2 separate regions of the Gossypium hirsutum genome follow, and region 1 is linked to region 2. The links are chromatin contacts, called in public Hi-C maps. All regions are on one chromosome and are shown on one strand. The core of a region is the stretch at or near the end of the contact, and the rest is flanking DNA. Distances in the headings are between cores, read along the strand shown. Region 1 overlaps LOC107909019 (a long non-coding RNA gene). Region 2 overlaps LOC107909022 (a long non-coding RNA gene).

Evidence for each region. Hi-C and Micro-C count contacts between places; a contact is called where the count stands out from the background.
Region 1: a contact with region 2 is called in a Hi-C map of leaf, with 2.7 times the contacts expected there. The contact joins two enhancer-like sites. A contact is called at or near these places in 5 of 34 Hi-C or Micro-C datasets (all in leaf).

Annotation. Positions count from the first base shown.
Region 1 is chrD02:67,121,989-67,126,232 of Gossypium_hirsutum_v2.1, reverse strand. LOC107909019 (a long non-coding RNA gene) reads left to right here. Exons shown (of 6, transcript XR_005910549.1): 5 at 542-604; 6 at 1,138-1,726. Among protein-coding and RNA genes, the nearest start is that of LOC107909019, 6.4 kb to the left of the region's middle. Within about 2 kb of position 2,857, at least 5 of the 9 cell types and tissues checked have an H3K27ac peak or open chromatin away from gene starts, as enhancers often do. A contact at or near this core is called in leaf, where this site is marked.
Region 2 is chrD02:67,038,716-67,042,950 of Gossypium_hirsutum_v2.1, reverse strand. LOC107909022 (a long non-coding RNA gene) reads right to left here. Exons shown (of 6, transcript XR_005910547.1): 6 at 3,715-3,933. Among protein-coding and RNA genes, the nearest start is that of LOC107909022, 11 kb to the right of the region's middle. Within about 2 kb of position 2,485, at least 9 of the 9 cell types and tissues checked have an H3K27ac peak or open chromatin away from gene starts, as enhancers often do. A contact at or near this core is called in leaf, where this site is marked.

The DNA of each region.
Region 1 (4,244 bases), core at 1,608-4,107, 83 kb before region 2:
GCCGATCTATTCTGGGTGGGGTTGTCAACTGACAAATTTGTTTCAACCTCGTTTATTAAATCCTTTCCATCACATCTCTTTTTTGTTGCATCATCCCGTGATTCTTCTGTATTGTAATCATCATAATCAATATCTGCCAATTTCCTTTTCTGTAATTTACTCTCAACTCCATGACATTTCATCACTTCCGTCGATTCAACTCTTTTCCAGCTGGATTTCCTGATTGGTTGTATTAAATCTTCATCTGTTTTTCCTCTCTCTAAATTATTCCTATCGTGTTCTCCTTCTAGCTGCATCTTTATCTCCGTTCCTGTTATTGTCGCCCACAGATCTTCTTGCATTACTTGAATCCGCCCGCTACTTTTACCACCATACAAGCACGTCTCCTAATTCGCTGTGACTCCTCCTGTGTACGAACTCTGTGGTTGTAGTTTTTTTCCTAGAGCATTAAATTTTAGACTCTCCCTTCCAACCAAATTTAATTCTGCTTTAAGCGCTAAAGAAAAAGGTGGGTCTTCTCTAATTCTGTCTTTTTCTGCAGATTTTACTACTGTGCATTCTTGAAGATCATGCCCCATTTTTCCACAGCCAAAATAGAATTTCGGTAATTTCTCGTACTTGAAAAGGATCCAATATCTGTTCTTATTGCTTCTTAAAACAAATATTCCCCTACGAAGGGGTTTCTGTACATTTAATTTGATTCTAAGGCGACAAAACTCACCATTAACTTCAGATCTGAGAACACCTCCAAAAGTAACCCCTATGGCATGCAAGAGATATTTTTTTATCAAATTCTGGTAAACACGGCCCAATCTTGATCCAAAACGGGGATGAAACTAGTTTGATCTGATCTCTTTCCATTGGTTTAGTCAATCGATCAAAGATGACTAAACTTTTCCTAAACAACCATGGCTGTCCTTCTATAATAGTTTCTAAATCTTCCTCTAAGTCAAACATAATCATAAATAGGTTTTGCCCTACCGATTGAATCTCAAACTTTTTCTTTATTTTTCAAATACTTTTCATCTGCCCTTTGAAACTATCTAGATTGTAAGATTTCTCTGTCCAAATAGTGCAAATTAGAGTTGGTTTCTCGTTTGGTTCCACCACTGAACTTTTAACCGATAATTGTATTAGTTCCTCTGCCAGCAAGGAGACCTCATCGCCCCCAAACCCGTCGTTGCCACCACTTTCCATCATCCCAAGCCACAGCAGCCACTGTTTTTACTAGGATACTAGGGATAACACTCTTGGCTTCTAGGGTTTTGTTAAGAATTTGTAATCTTGTCAGAACAAATTCTATATTATTCTTTGACATGTATTTTAACATCTTAAAATAAGTGTTATAAAAACTATGCAGCACTTTATAAACCAATGTTTATAAAATTTATATTAATTTTGATTTAATTTGTATGGAATAATAGTAATCAAAATATTATCAAAATAGTTATAAAATTGAGTTGCTATTGGACCCTAACATAAGTTAATTTTAAATTAGTTAGTTTGCATCTCAACTTCTAAACTGCTATAAAAAATGTGGTTTGGGAGAGATCTCAAAATAGATTAAAAATTGGATCTAATAATCCATTAATATTATCACCATCACGTTGTTGTTATTTAATTTTATTTTTCTTGTAAATTATTTAAATTGTTACATGCTATTTTTGTATGAAAATATTATGTAGCGATGTTAGTTATGCAATTCAAAAAATTTTCTTGTACCATATTGTGGGATACAATACCATTTGAGAGAATGTATCCAGATACAAACATTAAAGAGAAATTGCGAACTCTTTAAATTATGGTATTCAAAGTTACGAAATATGGTTGATAAGATATTTTTATTCAAAAAAAATTCCCATATTAACATTACCACCTCAATATAGTTTAAAAAACAAGGTTAGATGATGCTAGTATGTTGCTTACTTCATAACTTAATTCGTAAGTGAGATTGGAATGATCCATATTTTAAAGAGTAAATTGAAAAGAAGATCCTAATAAATTGAATGATATATATTCATATTATGATTCATAGGATGAACAAATTGGTCAAGGACCAACATATGATGATAATGGCTATATGTTAAATGTTATAGAGGGAGAGCAATTAAATAAAATTAGATATGATGTTTATTTTTCTTGCTATTTTTATTAGTAATCGTCTGAATTGACATTTTATATATACTGATTTGATTTTTTTTACTTGTTTAGAAATTTTTTTTCTCAAGTATTATTGATAATTTCTATAATAGTTAATATTTTAAAAAATGTTAAATTATGTAACTAAAGAATTATAATTTGTACCACCAAATACGACACAGAGAATTACAATGTAATTACAATTTCTCAACTAAACGCTTTTATCGAATTACTCTTTAGTATCCAAACACAACCTTAATAAATAAATCTTAGAAGTTTGTTGATTTTTCATAGAAGAATAAGTAAGTAATTTTCAAATAATAAACTAGATTTGAATGCTTTTCCTTTTGTATTTGTGGTATTTTTTCTATGTCCTCTAGAAAAAAAAATCCAATTGTTGATGATGACAACTAGGCATTAGGTGCAAGGTTTAAGTAGTGATTGGATTAAGGCAACAAATTATTGCAATTGAAGCAAGCTCATACATGTATATATTCTCAAGCTTTTTTTGGGAGGAGTTGGGGAAAAATCTAAGGAAGGAAATGCCTATCATGCATTGTCCCATGTGTTTCCAACTTCCAATTACAGAATAATAATAATAAAAAGAAGGTAGGTTTGTAACTTTGTAGACAAAGTAGCTCAATTATTAAAGGGGTGTTTGACTTGACAAAAACCCAAAGAGCCAGCCCATTTGGTATATCTGAAAATGACTGCCCAAAATTGCCTTCAATTTGAGCAATTTTTTGCTTTTGTGATGCTTGCTTGCTTGATGGTCAGTCGTCAGTCACCTAGTAACCTTTTTAAAACATGGCACCTAATCTATAAGGAATTAAGCAACTATATTATATAGATATGGGGACCTAATTCATGCATGTATACATATGAGAAAATGGCAGAAAGTTGAGTGAAGGGTCCCCACTGGTTTAGATTAAAGGTTATGGGTCAGGCCTATTTGTCATGGTCCTTTTTATTTCCTTGGGTTCAATTTGGTAATAATTTCTAGTTTTCTTATTTTCTTTTGGGTGTTTTCATGCCATTCAAATAAAAAAGTTTGCAATCTAATCACTGTCATTATAATAATTTATCGTTTTGATCGCCCAATGTTAAGGAATGATTGTGCATGACATGTCATTAATTTTGACCTTTTTAACTCCCTGTTAGTGTTCATCATCTTCTTCATCAACCTATTTTTTCCCTCCAAGTCACCCTTGCTTCCACCATTCTTTTTCTTTTTCCTTTGCTCCTTGCTTCCAACTCTCTTTGTCAAAAATAACTCTTAAAGTTGGGTGACCAATTAGGAAATATAGCCTTTCTTTTATACCAAGCAAGTAGATCTTAAATACGTCTACTCATAATTCCTCTTCAACTCTTAAATAAGAGGAAAAACGTGCTTGAGTGTGTTTGACCTCACGTCCGTCTAGTTCTGCAATAGCAATAACACCAGCTAAGCTAAGGCTCAATCAACAAATATGATATATCTATACTAATTAAAAAAAATCATTGATTGAGTTGGTATCACAAGACAACTAAGCACTAACTTGGTTAAGGAAATTACAAAAAAAAATGTCATTTTGTATTTAAAATAAGTTATATTATTTAAGGGTATTTTAGTCTTTTTAATTTAAAAATAATAACAAAGATTCATATGGTTGGGTTTGAACCGACACCAGTTACATTGGTAAAACCTTAAATTTACCATCTAACTAAAGCTAATTTTAATTTTATTATGCACACTTTATTATCTTTGTCAATTGTATATCTGTAATTACTTATTATTAATAAAATCCCTAATTAAGTTAGTGTCACGAGTCAATTGAGAAGTTATATTATTCGAGGATATTTTAATATTTTAGTTTTAAAAAATAAAAATATACATATAGTGGGATTTAAACCCATAGTAATTACATTAGGAAAACCTTCAATTTACCATGGTTTTATTTTTATTTATTTATACATTTAATTTTATTATACACACTTTATTAGTTTCAAACTATACATTTTATTATTTATTATATGTTGTTTTAAACACACATCTGTTTAAATATGTAATTTCCACACGCATATGTCACGGACTTGGAGTTTTCCCACACATCCGTGCGGCCTTA
Region 2 (4,235 bases), core at 1,236-3,735:
TGAAGCACATTATCCTCTTATTTATGGATTAGGGAGTGACTATTGGTAGTTTTAGGTATTGTCTCAAAAAGAGCAAATAAGATCGTATTTTTTTAATATTAGTACAAAATTAGAAGATAATTTTAGAGGTTACAAAATTACAACATTATGATAATTAAGTTTTTATACTCATTAATTACGTATTATATATTAATCTGTTACTAATTATTTATTTAATTTCATATATTAAAAGACTTCTTTCCTAATAAATATTTTTTAAAAATTAGTTTCGATAAAAAAAATTCAATATGCAATTCTTTTTTTTTCATAAAAAAAATTGCATATTGAATTTTTTTTGAGGATATTAATTTCAATATTTTTAATTAAAACATGAATTTTTAATAAATTAGTACCAATAAAATATTATGATGCTAAACATATAATAATGTCTTCTAATACTATGAAAATTTTTCTTATACTAATTCATTATATTTAACCATTATATATATATATCATATCTTCCTATTTCTGGATTCATACTTAATATCTTTTAATTTTTCATTTATCATGCATGTTTTCTTCATTTGATTGTGTTATGTTCATTTGACATTTTGGAACCTTATTTTTATAAAATTAACATGTTCTTGATAAGAGGTTTTTTTTTTAATTCTAACATTTTGCTTAGTGATTTTATGTTATGTTAAAAAAATTATATTTAAATTGTTTCATTGAACCTTCAATCAAGGGAGAAACTAAGGCTGATAGGACCCGACCTCCCTAAAATGAAAAATTTTTCATTTAACTCCTTAAAAAAATTTTAAATTTTCTAGTTTCACCCCCTACCTTCAATATAAACTATTTGTTTGAAAAATGTTAAACTTTCATTATGAATTTTGATATCAATACATATATCTATGTTTTTTTTATTGTGTATCTATTTATTTATAAATTAATTAAAATTCAGTTAAGATAATTATAGATAATAAAAAATAACTATAATATTTTTGGAAAATATTTTAAATTTAAGATTTTCTTTCATAAAAAATAATTTAAAAAAAAATTACTATCAAATGATGGAAATGGTTATATTTTTAAATATATAAAACAATTAACAATGTGATAATAGGCCAAAAGATCTTAAAATTTGATGTATTATATATTCACAGTGCATTACTTGAAAATGTGCAATACATTTTATTTTTAAATGTTAGAAAATTTATTATTTCTCCTAGTTAAGTCCCACTTCAGTGACATAAATTTTGTTAATTTGTGTAGCATAGGGGATTCCTTACTATTCCTCTTTTCAAAATTTTAATTTATTATTTATATGTTCTCTCTTTTTATTTAGGATTTTACCATCTTATACAAATAAATATAAATAGCATGACACATTTATAGTATTGTTTTTTCAATCTCTAATTTTAACATATTTAAAATCTGTGTTATATGTAGTTTACACAACTAACATAAGAATTACAAGCATGATGGCTTCTTTGGCCTTTCAAAATTTTTTTAAAAGAAAAATCATTTTAGGTGTCTATTTAATTTTTAATCTCACCCTTAAATTTATATTGTTTGTTAAATCATCTTCAAATAGATTGAAAAGTTAAACATCTGTTAACTTTGTTGATGTGACATCCACATAACAATTTGCGTGTATGTCACGTTAGCAATCAATTATTTTTTAAAAAAATTAAGAAATATTTACTGATAATTTTTATACTTTTTTAATTTTTTAAATATTTAACATTTAAAAATAATTAATTGTTAACATGATGTCTATGTGACAATTCACGTGAATGTTACATCAACAAAATAGATAGACATTAATTTTTCTATTTATTTTAGACCATTTTGATAAACAATTAAAGAAAATAAAAAATTAAATAAAAATTAAAATAACTTTTTGATAAAAGTAGAGAGTAAATAAATCATTATGCAAATATATATATACATAATAATGATGATAATGGGGATATATGAAATAAGTGGTCGATGGACTAGGAAACATAGTTTAAGCCACAAAAATGAACATATTAAAAAGCTGGAGGAGCCCAGCTCCCACCTGTTTTTGGAGGCATTTATGAAAAGGACTAATGACATTTGGCAGCACATATCGATCATATCAAGATGCATGGCACATAGCAGATTGGATTATTATTGCTTATGTGAACACCAATGGCATGTTGACACCAACAACAATGGCCTCAAAATCATTTGGCCACACTGTGTTGAGTGTGGTGTGTGGGGAAGGATATTCTCTCAAACAAAACCCTACACTTTTATATTCTCTGGTTTTACCCTCTCGACCCAAGGTAACTTTTCATTGGTTCTTCTATGTGTGTTTAGATAGCTCTAGGATTGTAGAAATAAGATAATGATATGAAAAACATAACATGACTATATAAATTGTTTCGAAAAAAATAATACCAACGTAATATGCCTGTGGCATAAGTTCCACAGTCGGGGACCAAAGACATCGTATTGCTCATTGGAGAACGTAAACGTTCAACTTGATTATAGCTATTTTTCCCATCTCTCTCTCTTTCCAAAACAATAGCTAGTAAACACCCATAAGTAAACAGAGCCCATTTGCAAGGCTCGGTCTGGTGGCAGTGAAGCTGCTTCAAGTCTCCAATCCAACAACTTGGACTGGGATTATGTCTATGTTAATATCAATGTATTATGGAAGTTGTTATAATAGAAGTCAAAATACATTTTAATTTTTTTATTAAAAGAATAAATAAATTAAATTTTATACGTTAAAATAAAAAATAAATTAATCATTCTATTAAAAATTTTATCTATTTTTATTATTAAAAATTAATTTTTATAAAATATACAGTCTAATTATTCTATCAACTAAGCTAGTTTTTAATAGTACAAAGAGAAAAAAATTTTAACAAAAAAATTTAATTTATTTTTCGATCTAATGTACAAAGATTAATTTACTTATTTTTTTAATGTAGAAGAGACCATATATAACTTGCTTTCCGCAATTGTTTTCTTCCCCGAATTTTCATTAGTGTGAATATTATTAAAAAAGAAAGGTCATACGACTCCAAAAACAAGAAAAAAACAAAAGCCCTGAGCTAAACACGTCAAAGAAATTCGATATGCACCTGCTAACCAAAAGCCAGGTTATACCAAATGAGAAGGGACGAAGGAGACCTGCCGACGGCGAGGTTTTTGTGATATCAAAGCCAACACGATATGTCATCAACCTTCAAACTGAAGATCCAACATAGGGCTTTGAGTCTCACAACAGACCAAGCAAACCTGAAAAATCATCACAGGGTGTCAATTATAGAAAGGAAGAAAAACAATCACATCCAAGGAAGAGGTAAAGTGCCTCAATAAGATCTTCCATTGAGGAAGAATCGAGAACCAACATAAGAGGCGGTAAGAACTCTGGTGATGAAGAAGGAAAGAAAGGAAGGGAAAATGGAGAAGATAGGGGTGGGAGGAAGGGGCAAAGGGGAAATGAGAGGAAACAACATACACTTTACTCCCTAGTTGAAACAACAGTCACATCACAGCATATCTATAACATAGTCATTTACTTTTTCTTTGTTTGGAAGGTCCATAAAAAGATCGTATTCTTGAGAACATCATAGCTAAGTAAACTGAACTTCTATGACATTTCTTCATTGATTCTACTTACTGATCTCTTCCAATACAAAACTGCATAGAGTTGGGATGAAAGAGGATTGGGCAGGGACCAAAGAATGTATGAAAAGAGTAAGAGTAAGCTGTCATTGATAAACAAAGCTGTGAAAAACTTCAGATAAATGTACATATAATGCTGAATACAAGACTAGAACTTTCTTAAACATAACCCATACTGATCTCAATTCTCCATGTTTATACAAAACTCTGCTTCCCAACTTTGAAAGAGGTTTCTTATCATCATGTGCCCACGAAATAAATGCTGATGTTTTGCTGGATTTCAAGCTGCCAAATACCACATTCAAGTTAGGATGTCATTTTGCAAATATGACTCATATAAAGTATGTTCAAATTGTCTATGAAAATGCAGGCAGCTATGTATAACTCAGAACCACAAATATCGAATGAAAATACTACTGCACCATGCAAGTAACTGCCACCATAAGAAGGTATCTCAGATTTTGTGTGTATATATCAGAATATACTTAATGGCAAAACATTAGCATCAACCTCATCTTTCCACTTCCCATTTCAGAGCAAAATCATGTATCCAAAAAAGTGCAGACCTTGATAATTAACATTATGTC